Linked DNA regions of Mus musculus: region 1 is linked to region 2. The links are chromatin contacts, called in public HiChIP or PLAC-seq maps. All regions are on one chromosome and are shown on one strand. Each heading gives the region's core, a stretch centred on a gene start, on an enhancer-like site or on the middle of the called end of the contact. The rest is flanking DNA. Distances are from core to core; before and after follow the strand shown.

Evidence for each region. HiChIP or PLAC-seq counts read pairs in DNA pulled down with a chosen protein or histone mark.
Region 1: a contact with region 2 is called in an H3K27ac HiChIP or PLAC-seq map of embryonic stem cells, with 7 read pairs. The contact joins two enhancer-like sites. A contact is called at or near these places in 1 of 15 datasets of contacts at CTCF or cohesin (embryonic stem cells), 6 of 484 Hi-C or Micro-C datasets (embryonic stem cells and pancreatic cancer cells) and 6 of 115 datasets of contacts at active chromatin or transcription factors (all in embryonic stem cells).

What each region holds. Positions count from the first base shown.
Region 1 is chr1:119,072,472-119,078,131 of GRCm38.p6, forward strand. No RefSeq gene overlaps it. Among named protein-coding and RNA genes, the nearest start is that of Gli2, 22 kb to the left of the region's middle. Within about 2 kb of position 2,625, at least 12 of the 459 cell types and tissues checked have an H3K27ac peak or open chromatin away from gene starts, as enhancers often do. A contact at or near this core is called in embryonic stem cells, where this site is marked.
Region 2 is chr1:119,002,311-119,007,589 of GRCm38.p6, forward strand. The region is part of intron 1 of Gli2 (GLI-Kruppel family member GLI2); the gene reads right to left. Among named protein-coding and RNA genes, the nearest start is that of Gm51642, 44 kb to the left of the region's middle. Within about 2 kb of position 2,786, at least 22 of the 459 cell types and tissues checked have an H3K27ac peak or open chromatin away from gene starts, as enhancers often do. A contact at or near this core is called in embryonic stem cells, where this site is marked.

The DNA of each region.
Region 1 (5,660 bases), core at 1,375-3,874, 70 kb after region 2:
ATGCTTGACATCTTTCCCCATCACATGCTCTTCTTCTGGCATTGGTCTCCTTAACAGTGTGCCCCTCCCCGCCCCACCCCTCCCCATCCCCGCCCCCGCCCCCAGCACATGAGCCAAGACACACCTGGTTAACTGCTATAGGAGAACACTGAGTATCTCCTAAGGCTCACGTGCTAAGGAATTTTTAAGAGATGGGGGCAAACGAGCAGTCATTAAAGCACTGGAGGCTTGTCCTTGAAGGGAGCCCAGCTCCATGCCCTGCTCTCTTGACTCCCTGGTGAGGGGGTGAGTGGGTCTTACTCTGCCATGTACTCCAGCCACGATGCTCTGCCCCACCACAGGCTCAAAGCCATGGGCTCAAGTGACCATAGACTAAAACCATAAGCTTCTATCTGTTCCTTCTTCCGTTCCTCCCTACCTCCCTTTCTTTTAGTCTATCTATCTATATCCATTTATCATCTACCAATAATCTATCCATCATCTGTTTATCTATCATGTTTATTTATCATCTATCTTTCCCTCTCTCTTCTCCCCTTTATTTCTCTTATTCCCACCCTCATCATCTTCCTCTTTTTTCCCTTCCATTCTCTCTCTCTTTCTTAAGAGAGGTCTCATCATGTACCGTGGGCTAGCCTGGAACACCTATTCTGCCGCAGCACCCCGAGTTCTGGGATTACAGACAGATGCCATCACACTGGCTGAACTTTTTCTAAGTTGATTTTCTCAAGTGTGATTGTTAAGGTTTACTGGCAAGTGGATCTAGAATCATCTTGGAGACAAATCTCTGTGGGAGGTCTCTAGACTGAGTTAACAGACGTGGAAAGATTGACTCTAAGTGTGGGCGGTACCCTTCTATGGGTTGGAGTCCAGGACCAAAGTTTAAAAGTGGGAGCTAAGCACCCACATTTACTTCCCTGCTTCTTACTTTCAGATGCACTGTGGTCAGCTGCCTTGTTCTCCTGTGCCAGGATGGACTGAAACCTCCAACTGAGAGCCAAAGGACCCTTCCTTCTTTCCTTCCTTCCTTTCTTCCTTCCTTCCTTCCTTCCTTCCTTCCTTCCTTCCTCAAGTTGCTCTTCTTGTCATTTTGTCACAGTAGCAAATAAAGTACCTGTGACCTGCTGGTATTTTTCATACGTACAGAGATTAAGCAAACACAGTATCTTAATCAGGAAGATATCTTAAACTGTCTTTCCTCCAAGAAGCCCTCCTGGACAAGAACAAACCTTCTAGTGGCTTGACGGACACCCTCTACCAAAGATGCTGTCATCACATGGCTCCCTGACACACTCAACTGCATTTGAAGATCTCTTGATGTGTCTTTCTGTTGGCTTCCTGACTTCAAGACAGGAAACATGCCATAGTCCTCCCCCTCCTCCTCCCCTTTCTCCTCCTCTTTTCCCTTCTTTTTTCCTTTTCTTTTCTGACAGAGTCTCACATAGCACAGGCTATGTGACTTGCTATGTAGCCAAGGATGACCCTGAACTTCTGATCCTCGTGTCTCCACCTCCAGAACACGGAGATTACAGATCTGGACCACCAGGCTTAGTTTACGAATCTGGGTGTGCTGGGCCAGCATGCTACCACCTGAGCCACACCCTCAGCCCCACTTAGTTCTTTGTTTCGTTTTGGTCAGGTGATCTTCTCTACACATATTTTCTCTTGTTGCTTCTTAACCAGCTCCACTGCTGAAGTCATCTATGGTATCACGAAGGCGGCAGATGGCAGCCATCCACAATTGCAGCCCAAGGCTGGGCAGTACCCAGGATCTCCTTGATGTTCTAAAAAGTCCCGTGGCAGACAAAGTTTGGAGCTGTGACGAAAGGATGGGCCATCTAGAGACTGCCATATCCGAGGATCCATCCCATAATCAGCTTCCAAACGCTGACACCATTGCACACACTAGCAAGATTTTGCTGAAAGGACCCAGATATAGCTGTCTCTTGTGAGACTATGCCGCGGCCTAGCAAACACAGAAGTGGATGCTCACAGTCAGCTATTGGATGGATCACAGGGGCCCCAATGGAGGAGCTAGAGAAAGTAATCAAGGAGCTAAAGGGATCTACAACCCTATAGGTGGAACAACAATATGAACTAACCAGTACCCCGGAGCTCTTGTCTCTAGCTGCATATGCATCAAAAGATGGCCTAGTCGGCCATCACTGGGAAGAGAGGCCCATTGGACACGCAAACTTTATATGCCCCAGTACAGGGGAACGCCAGGGCCATAAAGTGGGAGTGGGTGGGTAGGGGAGTGGGGGGGAGGGTATGGGGGACTTTTGGGATAGCATTGGAAATGTAAATGAGGAAAATACCTAATAAAAATATTTTTTAAAAATGTCCTGTGGCTAAAGGACGGTGCAGCATCAGCTGGGCACTGTGGACAATCTCACCAAAAGTGCTATTTTCATTGTCTAATGGTTCTCTGCACCTTTCTTTCTGATGACCCGGGTAGAGGCAGACGATACTGCTCTGTCTGGGTCTGTCTGGGTCTGTCTGCTCTGGGTTGTCAATTACACATCATCAGACCTTTCCAGTCACTGGTTACCTTAGAGATGTTATCTCCCTCTCCCAGCTTAGGGTGATGACTCCCTCTCTTTACCCCTTCTCCACTAGGGGGCCCCATCTCTGCTTTCTCCTTCCCGGGTCAGCTGAAGTATTTGCCACTCCTTCCAGGAAGTCCCTGCCTCTAAAATGTCCTTCCCACCTTCCTTCTCAGAGAAGCCCCATGCCATTGAGCATACAGTTCCAAAACTTCCTTCTTCCTCAAAAGCTTTCCTTGGTGGCAATTCCACAGTAAGGCTATATACTTGCTGCTGCATCGCGTTTGACGAATCTGCTGGGGAGAGGTATTTAGGGTGTGTCTGTGTTTAGCCATACAGACACTTGCAAAGAACGTACTTTTCTGTGTAAATGAGGTCTCAGTCTGTAGCACAAGCTGGACTGGAACTCACTAACAACAACCTTCCTGCCTCAGCCTCCCGAGGGCTGGGGTTTCACAGCTACAGTACCATGGCTGCAAGACCATTCTTGGGTGCACAGATGTGGTAAGATAGTTCAGGACAGGACCTGAAGGTGGAGGCGTTGCTGGGTCGGATACCACAGGCAGGGGTTAATTTAGAAAAGCTGGCCCAGAACTGAGGGTGTGGCTCAGCTAGTGGGTCTCACCTAGCGAGCAGGAGGCCACAGACTAACTGACTGTGGCTGCGGTGCACTCCGGGAATCTTGGTATTTAGGAGGTGGAGTCAGGAGGATCGCAAGTTCAAGGTCAGACCTAGATCGAACTGAGGCCACCCTCTGCTACCTGAACAAGACAGAAAGGATGGAAAGAAGAGGAGGGGGAGGGGGAAAGGGGAGAGGAGGAGGAGGAGGAGGAGGGGGAGGAGGAGGAGGAGGAGGAGGAGGAGGAGGAGGAGGAGGAGGAGGAGGAGGAGGAGGAGACCTCAGGCAGAGAGCGCAATAAATAGGTTGGTGAGAGGGTGCTTCAAGTTAAAGCCAGAGTGAGGATGGAAAGTCGGTCCCCAGTGTCTTACAGCCAGCCCTGCCCCCTCCTTCCCTCTTCCTCTTGCTGGAACTCTTAGATCTTCCCAGATCCAGAAAGCCTTGTGGGGGGGGGCACACCCAAGATAGGGATTTGAGGGGAGGGGGACCCAAAGCCATTAGTGCTTAATTAAAAACCCTTTGTCTTGCTGACAGACCTGCAGGATTTCCTACCATGCAAACCTCAGATGTGCTCTGTCCTTTGGGGTGACACTGGTTGAGGCAGGTGCCCAGAGAATTCAAAAGATGGTAGGTGGGGGAGCTGAGGTCTCCGCATAACAAAACCTTGGCTTTTAAGGACCAACACTGGGGTATTTTCTAACCTCACTTATTCATTCCTTACTACAGCCCTTCCTACAGTGTTTTGTCTTGCTTAGTTTTTAAACTTAAAATTTGTAATATCTATCTATCTATCTATCTATCTATCTATCTATCTATCTATCTATCTACTTATTGTGTGGTTTGATGCATGCCATGACGCATGCGCAGAGGTCAAAAGACAACTTGTGGGATCTGGTTCTCTCCACCCCGTGAATTTCACAAATCAAACTCAGGTTGCCAGCCTTGGCAGCAAGCCCCTTCCCCTCTGACCCATCTTGCCCACCATCTTTGTTTTTAAGCTAGGATCACGTGTAGTTCAAGCAGGTATCAGACTCACTGTGTAGCAAGGGTGACCTTGAACTTATGATCCTCCTGGGTGCTTGAGTCACAGACAAGGGCATATCGGGGTCTGAACCTAAGACTTCCTTTATGCATTGTACCAACTGACCCACATCTCCAGCCCCTCAGGAATTCTTTTCCTTAAATGAATAACTGTGTGGGGGGGGGGGGGGGAGAGAAAGCCTCCTACCCATTGCCTCTTGAGAGTCACAGAGAAAGTGACCTTGCAGGCTGCAGAGCAGTACCCTGGAGGGCCAGACTGACTCACCTTCACACAATGCCAGGACGAAGGGAGGCCTTCTCTGAGGAGGTGACTCAGAAGCAGAGTTTTGAAGGATGAATAGGAGTTTGCCAGAGAACCAAATCAAATTGATTGATCTTGCCACTCTAACTGATCTTGCCCATTTTCATACAAGCTCTTCAAGTGACACTCCGGTGTCAGATTAGGGGTTCTGTTGCCCTTTAAGAGGTGCTGTGAAGAGGGACAGGATGCTGGCTCCCTTGGGCTCCATAGCACTGAGTCCCATGCGATCCGGTTTCTCATTCAGCAGAATGCTTACTGATTGCTTTTGTCTCAGGGTGCTGATTCTCCCGGGACGGGAGATTTATTCAGTCCTAGTCTGCGCAGACTTGGCTCTTATTTGCCTGAGGAAATATATTTCTTGGGTTGTTCCCCGAGGAGCGATGCTAGGTCATTACGCTGTGAATTGTTAGTCCATAAAGGATCCGTCCCTCACTCAGCCCGACTCTGAGCCTGGGCTGTTTGGAACACCGGTTACCTTAATCCTTCCGTGGTGTCAGGATGATGGCTCTGCGTGGTCGGGAAGCGAGAGCTGGCGGGTTATTTGTGGATGAGAGGTAAGTGTGGCTCCCCTGCAGGACCTCTGTTTTCACAGAGCTTAAGACAGAAGCGGAAGAGTGGGGAGGAGGGGGCCCAGTGTTAGTCAGGAACTTTTAGTGCCTTGCTTGGCACTTGAAAGTAAGATAAACAGCAGCCGCGGCTTGGTGTCAGTTCCAAGTACAGCTCAGATCCATGGGAGGGCTGAAGGTGTCTCACCGTGGACAGAGGTGCAGGAAATACTGGATTCTGTCCCCAGCACTGTATACACCAAGCATGGCACACACGTAGGTAAGCACAGCACTTGGGAAAAGGAGGCACGAGGATTAGAGGTTCAAGGTCATCCTTGGCTACATATGGAGTGTGAGGCCAGTCTGAGTTACATGAGACTCTGTCTCAATAAAATCAAAAAAGTTATATGGTCCATTGCTGCACAGACTGCCTTGTTCCACCAGTACCAGAGCTTTGGCTGGCCAAGGTTTGGGCCTGTTCATCTTCCCTAGCCCCAGCATTAGTGGCTACCTGCCAAGTCAGTGATGCCCACACAGGGCACGGGCTGAGCTTCTCCCCATGGTCTTTGCATCAGGAGGGGCTGCCATGGTTACCTGCCTGGGTGTGTCCT
Region 2 (5,279 bases), core at 1,536-4,035:
CACACTCAGTCTTCTGACCCCAGGAGGGAAGGCCTAGATAATTTTGACATAGTCATCCTGAGAAACGACGGGTCTGCTTGCTGAATGGCCATAAGGACAGGAACTGAACATTTTAGTTTGTTTATTGTTTAACCTGAATTTAAAAAACAAAACAAAACAGCAACAAGTTCTTAATGATGAAAACATACAGGAGCAGAGAACCACCTGACCCGGAGAAACAAAACCGAACAGAGAGCCCGAAGTCTAGGAAAAAAACAGAAATACAACAGACTTCTCCAAGAATGCTTTCCCAAACCACTTTGCCTCTGCGCTTCCTTCATTGGCTGACTCATGTGGATGTTCATTCATTCATTCATTCATTCAGTCAGTCAGTCAATATTCATATCACTAACTGTCATCGTTTTGTGGACCCCTTTGGGGGTGGAAGGACACTTTCACAGGTCACCTAAGACCATTTGAAAGCATATTTACATTACAATTCACAACAGTAGCAAAATTACAGTTGTGAAGTAGCAATGAAAACAATTTTATGGTTGAGGGTCACCACAAGCACGGCGGCTATCAGGGCTCACATAGCCCAGGCTAGCCTAAAGCTCATCCAAGGATGACCTTGAGCCCCTGAGCCCCTGAGCCCCTGAGTCTCCTATCTCCGACTCCTCAATGCTTGTATTGTAAGTATATAGCAGTAAGCCTGGTTTAAGCTATCTTTAAAATCTGTCGCTTTAGATCCAGCGGTATGGCTCAGCAGGTAAAGGTATCTTGCTGCACCAGGGTGACAGCTTGAGTTTATTCAAAGAAACCCCCTATAAAGGTGGGAGGAGAGAACTGACTTCAGGGAGTCAGACAGCACGTGCATGTCACTACATGCAAGCCACGTGCATATAATAATAATAATAATAATAATAATAATAATAATAATAATGATGATAGCATCTGCTACTATGGGGTTCTGTCATGAGAATAGTCACCAGCCACCTGCTAAAGCCTCCTTTTCTTACACTGTCCCTTAGCCTGGCATCACCCTATCAGCTGCTCTTATTAGGGCTGTGACTGTCATGGCTGCACCAGAAGCAAGTAGCCCAGCAGCCAGTGGTGCCTCTCCAAGAATACACTTCACCTTTGCCTGAAAAACCCCATTAAGATGCCACCTTCCCCAGGAAGTCCCCTGCTCTGGACAGTCCACGGTTGGAACCCTACATCTGCCAGATTATGAGTCTACCTGACACTCCACACCAGCATGTTCTCACAGCTATGCCCATTGTCTCCTAGGTGATTTTAAATCCCACTGGGTTTTTGATCAAGATTAACCAGTAGAATTATCTGGAATGGTGGCACCTGTCTTTAACCCCAACCCTCGGGAGGCAGAGGCAGGGCGGTCTCTGTGAATCTGAGGCCACAATCTACATAGTTAAGGTCCAGGGCGACTACACAGAGAGGCCCTGTCTCTAGATAGGTAGATAGATAGACAGACAGATAGATGACAGATAGACAGACAGACAGACAGACAGACAGACAGATAGATAGATGTAATTGGTATACTCCCTACACAGAGAGACCCTATCAATAAACAAACAAATGCAACTGGCCTGCTCCTCTCCCCAGGCTAGAGCTCCTCTAGTGTCCTGCTGGGTCCTTTTTAGCTCTTTACTTTGAATATGTTAAATTATGCTTATGCACAGGTGTCTGCATAGAATGAGTGTAGGTGTCCTCAGAGGCCAGAGGTGTAAGACCCCGTGGAGCTGGAGTTACAGGCTGCCCACATAGCCACAGTGGCTGGGAACTGAACTCCTTTGAAAGAACAGCAGAGCAGCAAACATTCTTAAACCACTGAATCATCTGGAGCTCCTCCTGCTGGGTCCTGGTCCACTTAAGCCTCTAGCAGAGGGAGAGGCTGGCTCCCTGTGCATCCCTTATCTTCCTGGCAGGAGGACCAGGCTCCTGTTGACAAGGGTCTGGAGGTCTAAAGAGTAGGGAGGAGGGGGTAGAAGAGAGCAGTGAGAAATGAACCTCTTTTGTTCCCTTACTCCCAGGCACTGACTTGGCAGTGGCAGCTCATCCCCCTCTGTCCTACCCTAACAAGTGGCAGCAACCTGGTAACCCCCAATTCACTGATGACCTCAGGATTCTGCTGGGAATGAGCTGCCGGAGGCCACTTCCCACAGAGGCAGCAGAGCAAGGTGAACAGTTTGGTAGTCTACTGACATGTTACTTAGAAGCCCTGGGGGGAACAGCCACCCAATGAAGAGCATCCTGAGGGCTTGAGCACAAAATTGTCAGGAGCCTCAGCACTCAGGCTGTGGCAGCAGATTCTGAGTAAAAAGGAACAGCTGCACACAGAAGCACCAGGGATTCAGGGGGCACCCCTCCCCACTGTGCAAGTCAGTGCCACCACGCTCCCCCTCCCCCCTTACCTCTGCCACAGGAGAGGAAGGCAGGAGACAGAGCCAAGAGTCTTCATAATTCACAGGAATTAGTGGGATTAGCTCAATTTCTGGGTAAACACCAAGCACCCTGGGTCCCAAGCAGATACATTCACTCCTGGGGACAGCCAGTCACCACTGTACCTGCGTCCTTGTGCGGACCCCATCCCCCACCACCTGGGGACAGCAGGGAGGGGTCTGTGCACGGCTTCATGGGTACTGGCTGGGTGAGTGAGTGTCTATGTGGGTTGATTCCCACAGGCAACACAAAAGCTTCTTCAAAGAAGGGTCTGAGAGCCCCAGGACACTCCAGGGGAGGAGAGTCAACACCCCACTTTCTTTTACAGCTCTGGAAATGCCCGCACATTCCACAGGAATCTGCTACACCAAGGGGAGCCTGGGCCTGCCCTGGGGAGGAGCCCCTTTCCATTAGAGATTTTCCCCAGGTCTCAGGCCCTCTGGGGCTTTTCCATGAGACCTCTCATCCAGACATATGGCTGGAGAACCCACAAAATGTGCAAAGAAAGCACTGTGCATGTGTTGGTGTGTATTCACAGGTATTGGGGGAGGGCAAAGCATGTGGAGGCCCTATGTCAACATTGATCCCTTCAGTCACTCTATGGTTTGATAAAGATGATGACTTTGAAGTAGGGTCTCTTGGTGAACCTGGGGCTCATAGATTTGGATAAACTGACTGTTGGTGTGTAAGCGCCAGGGATCCCCTGCCTGGTTTCAGGCAAACCAAATCCAAACCGAGACCCTCACATTTGTGTGGCAAGCAGTTTGCCAACTAAGCCATCTCCCCAGCTCTCCGCATTTTAAAGACACTTCATGAGTTCAGGACTTAGCAGAACATGTCTATAAACCTAGGCATGGAACCAAAGCTTGGAAGTTAAGAGGTCCAAGCATTCACAGTCAGCCTGGGGCATATGCAAAGATCCTGTTTCATACAGATCAGAACGAGAAAGCTCTTCAACAGTTGTGTCCTGCGAGCATGCACAGGACGGCGAGGGAAGTGTCTATCGCTCCCTGTTGTTTGTCTCCAAGTAATTTCTAAGCAACGCTTAAAACAAGACTTTATGGACTAAATATTTCACTAGAGCCGGGGGGGGGGGGGGGGGAGTGAATCTGTGGGGAAAGCCTTCGCCATGAAGCCCGAGGACCTGAGTTTGATACTCGGGACCCTCATCCTCCATGGCACTGAATACCAGCTCTGCGCATGGTGGCTTCCTACCTCCGACCCTGCACTTGGCCTGCAGTGAGAAAGCCCAAGTGTTACCCTATCATAAGCATGGTGCCTGTACAGCCGTTGCACTTGATGGAAAGTGGGGTCTTTTGTGAGCCACACTTTCTATTTCTATCATTTCAGCATGACGGTGAATGATAATCACAGCAGGTGTTACGGGGTCCACAGCACAGGCCAGGGTAAGGAGCCTTCCAGGAGTGGCGTGAATACACTGATACTCAGAATGAGGAACTCTGAACTCCTGGAGACCCACCACCACCTGGCTGCTTTGAACTCCTTTGTGAGTGAGTCACACACATAAGCACTTCCTGGGGTGAAATCAACCTCCAGGAGGGAGGCAGGAGCTGGCCTCCCAGCCAACATAGCCACCTACCACAGGCCCTGGCACACTCGCATCCTTTCTGATCTCAGCCAGGCAGCATGCCTGTCCCGTCTTACATACATGAGCACATGGGAATGCATGGGCACAGCAAATGGAACATACGCTGCACTCTTAGTGTACGAAGGTGTCTGTGTGTGCAAGTACACAGCCATACATACATACATGTTCATGCACTCATGGTCTCATTTAACACAAACAGTGCTACTGCATACACCTGTCACATATATGTTGTCAGAAGGAATTACACGCACATGCACTCATGCATCCACAACGCATGTGCAAAAACACATACAGATCAGATAGGCACATATTTCAAGCAAGAGCTAGTGAAAACCTACCCTGCCTTGATTGCAGACATTTTTTTCATGCATTTATTTAATGTATGTGCACACACATGCACATCTGTGGAAGTCCGAGGACAACTTATGGGGTCAGTTCTCTCTGACCATTATAGGCTCCAGGAATTGAACTCAGATCATCAGCCTTGGTGGCAAGTGCTTTTCTCTAATGAGCCATCTTATCAGCAGGACATCTCTGCATGTAGCTCAGGCTGGCCTGGAAGTCACTATGCAACCCAGGATGATCTTGAACTTCTAATCCTCCTTCCTTCACCTCCCAAGGGCAGCACCACGCCTCAGCACTGTGCGGTGCTGGGGATCCACCCTAGGGCTTTGTGCACGCATGCCCATCCCTACTTGATTTTATTATCCATGAACGTTGCTGGAGTAGAAGGGGGCTTAGCAATGCAGCATAGTGAGCAGGTTGGAAATAATCACACAGTGCCGAGGCTGAAAGTGTCAGAGCAAGCAGGGCTCTGGAGAAGACAGACATTTCAGAAGCATAAGCAGACCTGTGACTCCCTTGGGTGTCACTTCTACAGCCCGCCTTGGCCAGTCTGGCTTCTGGTCCCCTCGGCTCAAGCTTCTCCCAGAAACCTACAGGTTACAAAATGACCCATTGCAGCAGGTCACAGCCACATCATGCAAAAAGCAGCCCCAAGGCAATGCACCTGCCCCTTTTCTAGCCCCTTGAATTTCTTTCTCCAAGTACAAAAGCTCCGGGATTTGCAAGGCCCCTGAGCTAGAGAGCTGGTGTTAGGAAAAGTGGTAATTAACCCTAATTCACTGACTGGCTGGGCAGGGGTTGGGCCCCAAGGGCATGATGGGTAGGCCTCCTTCCTGAGATGAGTATCAGAAAGGCTTCCTTCTTCCTAAAGGCGCAGGTAGGACTT